2 separate regions of the Oryctolagus cuniculus genome follow, and region 1 is linked to region 2. The links are chromatin contacts, called in public Micro-C maps. All regions are on one chromosome and are shown on one strand. The core of a region is the stretch at or near the end of the contact, and the rest is flanking DNA. Distances in the headings are between cores, read along the strand shown. Region 1 holds the start of MRPL39 (mitochondrial ribosomal protein L39). Region 2 holds the start of GABPA (GA binding protein transcription factor subunit alpha).

Evidence for each region. A called contact is a pair of places that touch in the nucleus more often than the background predicts.
Region 1: a Micro-C map of ear pinna shows a contact between it and region 2, with 9 times the contacts expected there. The contact joins the promoter of MRPL39 here to the promoter of GABPA in region 2. A contact is called at or near these places in 3 of 6 Hi-C or Micro-C datasets (ear pinna, psoas muscle and an unstated tissue).

The regions. Positions count from the first base shown.
Region 1 is chr4:20,288,647-20,291,346 of mOryCun1.1, forward strand. It overlaps MRPL39 (mitochondrial ribosomal protein L39), which reads left to right and starts at 1,329. Exons shown (of 10, transcript XM_070071903.1): 1 at 1,329-2,209. The coding sequence starts at 1,738.
Region 2 is chr4:20,154,447-20,157,146 of mOryCun1.1, forward strand. It overlaps GABPA (GA binding protein transcription factor subunit alpha), which reads right to left and starts at 1,323. Exons shown (of 10, transcript XM_008267149.4): 1 at 1,185-1,323. It overlaps ATP5PF (ATP synthase peripheral stalk subunit F6), which reads left to right and starts at 676. Exons shown (of 4, transcript XM_008267151.4): 1 at 676-1,230.

The sequences.
Region 1 (2,700 bases), core at 79-2,578, 130 kb after region 2:
AAGGCCTGGATTCTTTATATTTGGGAGAGAGGTTGACAAAGGGAAACATTTTTGGCAGAAGGTTGATTAAAAAAAAAAAAAAGCAAGAAAGGGGATCTACAATAAGGAAATACATTGGAAGATTCTTGGCTAAAGGTCTATGTCCAGTAAAGTCTCTCAAGCTCTCCAAACCTGAATTTCTCCTGCTGGATAAAGAGGATTATTATGTTTAGTGCTTTGGCTGGTTGGAGCCCTATGTTCAATATTTGGTGTCCATTATCATTAGTGATAGTCTCACAACTAGCACTTCTGTGCTGCTAGAGAGTTCCAGTTACCTGTCTCCAAGGTTTTTTTTTTTTTTATTTTTTTTTATTTTTATTTTTGAAAGTCAAAGTTTCAGAGAGAGAGAGAATCTTCCATCTGCTGGTTCACTCCCCACCAGCAACAGCCAGGGCTGGTCCAGGCCAAAGCCAGGAGCCAGGAGCTTCGTCTCATGAGCAGCAGGGGCACAAACACTTGGGCTGTCTTCTGCTGCTTTTCCCAGGCTGTTAGTAGGGAGCTGGATGGGAAGTGGAGCAGCAGGGATAGGTGCCAGCACCCAGATCCAGTGTCACAGGTGCAGGTTTACCGGCTAGGCCACAATGCTGGCCCCTCCAACGTATTGATGATCAAACTTGTTTCAGTTTGAGTTCAGAAGCTTAGTTTAAACGTTGCTCTAAACTGTTCCAAGGGCAACTCTGTTGTTTCTGGATGGGGTCAATGAACAGTCTCTATAATAGGCTAGTGAGACACAAAGCTTTCCAGGGAATCATTGAATGTAAATTCAAGGAGGAAGCAACACACCACACACACACACACACACCACCACACACACCACACCACACTTATTTGTACATAGGTACATTTTGTAGTTCCAATTGGGATCTCAAAATGAGAAGCCATCTGGGAAACTGAAGACTAGATTTAAACCAAGCTCGGCCATATCCTTACATTTCTCATTCTAAATAAAAAAATTAAAAAACAAAAGAATCTTCTGAAGGTGTCATGAATTGCAATATTTCAAATGAAGGACCTGGGAGATAGTAAGTGAAGATTCTCGCACTTGCGAGGGGCAGCGGGGCTCTAGCGTGGAGCGACCCAGGATCTGCCGCTGAGTCGGCACTTCCACCTGGCGGCGGTTTAATCCGATTGCAAGTCAAAGGGGGGAGGCTGCCGCAGGTTCAGTCAACTCCCAGCCTCCAGTAAAGCCCCAGCGTTAAACACAAAAACATTCCCGTATTCCCGTGTTTAACCACTGGGAAGCCTCCTACAACAATGGGACGAAGCCCTGTGTTGGAACTTTGCTTTTTTTTTTTTTTTTTTTTTGGTAAGGGCATTCATCCATTCAACATATAGGATTGTAACGAAATTAAAAGATACGTTTATTGGGGTGTTAAAAAAAAAAACCAGTCAATCCATGCGTAGTTTCTTCATAATAGGCATTTTACACGAAGCTTTTGAAGATTCCTCGTAGGCACGAATTTCAAAAATGTTTCGCACCCAGAGAAGCTTCCCTTTAATTTCTCCTACAGACCATTTTAAGTGCCTTGTATTTGAGTTTGGGGCTCTTGGGCGCCCACCTCATGGCCGAGAAAGTTCCGCCTCAGGGTGCCATTCCCTACGCTAACAAGATGGGACCCACGCTAACCTGGGAAACTTGCCCTGGGCGCCACGGATCACACAGCGGCCCCAGTATCCACACGACCCGTTTGCAGGCCCATGCTGACAGGGCAAATGGACGCGACAGCCCAGGCGCCAGCCCGGCCGAGCCGAGGAGCCCTCCCGGCACAACTGAGAGGGAAGCCAGAGCTGGAGGAGGCCATGGGCCGCCGGGAACCTGGGGACAGCGGAGGGTGCGGCGCGCGTGGCACCCAGCCCCTGCCAGGGAGACGCCCTGTTTCCCTCACAGCCCACGAAGTTCTGGGTCACCCGTCGCGCCCTTGGAACACGCAGGGACGCGGGGCTTGCGATAGCGAGGCGCAAAGGCGCCCTCTCATGGCCGCGCGCAGCCCGGAACGCCCGGAACGGAACTGTCGGGCGGAACCTCGGTGCGCGTTCAGAGTTTCTGGGGGGAGGAAGGCGGGAGAGGACCGGCGCGCGGCGGTTCCCACGGCCGCTGTGAAGGCCATGGCCGTGGGTGTCCGGATGCTGCGGCTCTGTCGGGTCGTCCCCGGCTGCGGGGCTGGCTGGAGTGAGTTTCAGCGGCCGTGGGGATGGGGAGCGAGGCCTGGAGAATGGTGGCAGCCGCGATGGAGCTTTAGGCGGGTCGTGGGAGAGCGGGAGGAGGAGGATTTTTCAGTCCCCTGCTTTGGCTGCCGCCTGCTTCCAACCTTGGGAGGACAAATCTGGGGTCGCGGGGGTCACCAGGGGGCGGGGCCGCGACGGGACTTGGGGCGCTTTTGGGAACAGCTCGCGTCTGGTATAAACCTATCGTTACCTCGCGTAGGAATGGAGTTTGCCTCGCGAAATCTCTTGATTGGGGGTTTCAGTATTAAGCTCGGCATTCCTCGCCCCTGGCCGTGGGCGCGTTGGCACGGGACGTCCAGTGTGCTAGGGGCCTGCTGCTCCCCGCCCAGGCCCCGTCTTCGCCCCCCCACCCCGCTGCCCAGTGGCTCTGGTCTCTGACCCGCGTCCTGGTTCCTCGTTGCCCCGGCCTGTGAGTGCAGGTGGGAACACGACCCT
Region 2 (2,700 bases), core at 73-2,572:
GCGAGAACTGCTTGTGACCAGAATTTCATTTCTAAATTACTACTCATCGCTTCGCTATGCAGTATTAAGACACTGTCTGCTCTGTCGTTATCCGCGCCAAACTCGGAGCCCTGAATCCAAACGTGATCACGGAGCTGTATCTTGTATTGCACGAAACACTATAAAAGTTGGCAAGGTACATTAGCTCTTCGCTAGCTCATTTCCTCGTTTTTAAACAAAAACCCCAAGCAGACATTATCGTCAACAGTACGGTTTTGGAGCAAGTGTGACAGCACGGAGACCTAAGCGGATCTGAAGCGAGTGAATCGCTGAGTCCGGCGAAGCAGACTGGGTCTGCAACTTCCTCCGAAATCCCGGGGCGTCCGACCCAAACCGCGACCACGGGGACAGCGGCCCACCGCGCACAAACCGGCGAGGAGACCGGGAAGCGCGGGGAGGCAGCAGGCGCGCCGCTCCGGGGCCCCGCGCCGCGCGCCCCCCGCCCCTCCCCGCTCCCTCAAGTCTCCACGAACGGAAATGGGAGTCGCGGAGCCGGGGACCAGCGGAAACAAAACACAGAGGCGGCCGCGGGGGGGCCGCGGTGGGGGAAAAGGCCCCGGAACGAGGCCGGCCCGCGCGGGCCCGCGCTCCCTTCCTCCCCCGCGGCCGCACTCACCCGCTCCGGAATCGGCCCTGGCGCTCTCGCCCGCGCTCCGGGGCCGGCTGCGAACGGCAGAGGCGCGGGCTCCACGTGCAGCGTCCCTCCGGGCCGAGCCCTGCAGCTCCCAGGACTCCAAGTGTGAGGCCCCTGGGCCCTTCCCGCGGAATCGGCGCCGAGAAACCCCGAACCCCCTCCCGCCTCCCAGGCTCCCCCGGGTCCGGGACTACAACTCCCAGCAGGGTGCGGGAAACGAGCGCAAGCGGCGCACGAGGCGCCACGTCCCAATCCGCGTGTTTCGCACACTCTCACTTTCCCTGCACATTCACATACACCCCAACAACCCCTAAAGAGCAGGACGCTGCCTAGGAGGGGGGGAGCTTGAACTCGGGACAGGCCAGCCGAAGTGCGCATGCGTAGAGTAAGGTTTCCAGAAGGGAAAAAGCGAACGGGTCAAATTAGGCGAAGGAAAGATGGCGGAGGCTTCGCTAGAGGACCCGGAAGCAGTTACCCTCCACTTCCTCCTCCTGTTTGGCTTCTGTCTCACCTAGAGCCGTCCGGTCGCAGATTGCCTCCGAGACGCTTCCTGTCCGGTGAGTGCCGACCGACTGAAACGGCGGCCCATAATGCATTTCGATGGCGGGTAGGCGTGTGGGGGCGGAGTCAGGGCCGGAAGTGGAACGGTGGCGGCGGCGGCGGCGGTTCTGGCAGCTCGGGGCTGAGTGCAAGGTGACTGGGAGGGTGACTAGACCAGCTCGGTCTCTTGGGACTGCGGTTCTGGGTTTCTTCACACGGCCTAGGCTGCCCGTCACCTCTGCCTTACTGGGAGGGCAGCGCAGTCCTGTGTCCCTAGCACCTTCAGGGCCTGGCTCGGGGTCACAGCTGACCTCGGCGCTTCTGCTCTTCGAAGAGTGCCGCAGACCCAGTAAATGAGGGATAGTGCCTCTGTGGGCAAACCGGGGGAGTGCGGGAGGCCGAGGGGTCTTGGGGCCCGCGGCCTGCCAGGGACAGCCCAAGGTCAGATGTGCGGGATGGGGTCGCGGCCCCGCCTGCCTGATGGAGGCGCGCGTGAGATTCTCCGGCACTAAAGCGCGGGGCAGGACCTGCACCCTAAGAGGGAACAGGGTAGTGGTCATCTTAAAAGCCCTGCTTGAAATGTTTGTGATTGGCTTTTGGAACTCTTACTGAAGGAGGCAGCGAGCTGGGTAACCTTTGGCTGGTCAGTCACCACTATAAATAGAACCAGGCCCCCTCCCGCCACGGGGCCTGCGTGCTGGCTGTAACCCCTCGTGTTGAGGTTCCCAGTCCTACTTGGAATCCCTTTCCTAGGCTCTTGTGGCATCCGATGGTACTCGAATAGAGAATTTGTCACAAATGGCATTTTAAATCTCTTTGTGTAATTATGTGTGTCTTAGGCGTGACATCGTGGACAATCCACACGTACTCAATGAGGGGGAAAAGGGAATAAGGAAGGAACAAGTTTTCATATGAGCGTATCTGTTCATTTTTTCGATGAGTTTGTAGAACTTGCAAGGGCTTGAGAGCTTTTGAATATATGGGTTTGGGGTCCAGGAAAAAGACTAGAATTAGAGACGTGATTTGGAAATCATTGGCAGCTACATGATAGATACTGAAAAAAATGAAAATAGATTCCACCCGTGTTGCAGTAGGAATCACATCTTTGCAGTCAACCTTAGTTATGGGAATATGGGTGATTAATCACTTTTCTTGAACATAATTTTATCATCTGTAAAGCGGGATAAAACACTTGTAACTCTTTAAGGATATCACAGTAGGGGCACAAGGAAAGAATGTATATGGAAGTAATGGGCACAGTATCTAGGTCTGAACAAAGATCAGTTGTTGAACCTGAATGTCCTTGGGTTGCCAAAAGGGGAAACAGGTGTAGATGTATTCAGTTGGATTCTACTGTGTAACCTTGGACCAGACACTTATCATCTAAGCCTCAGTTTCTGAATGTGTAAAAATGAGAATGATAGTAAGTGGCAACTTAAGGGGTCATTTGTTTGTAGTCTTGTTCTCAAGTGTTTTTCTCTGAAGGA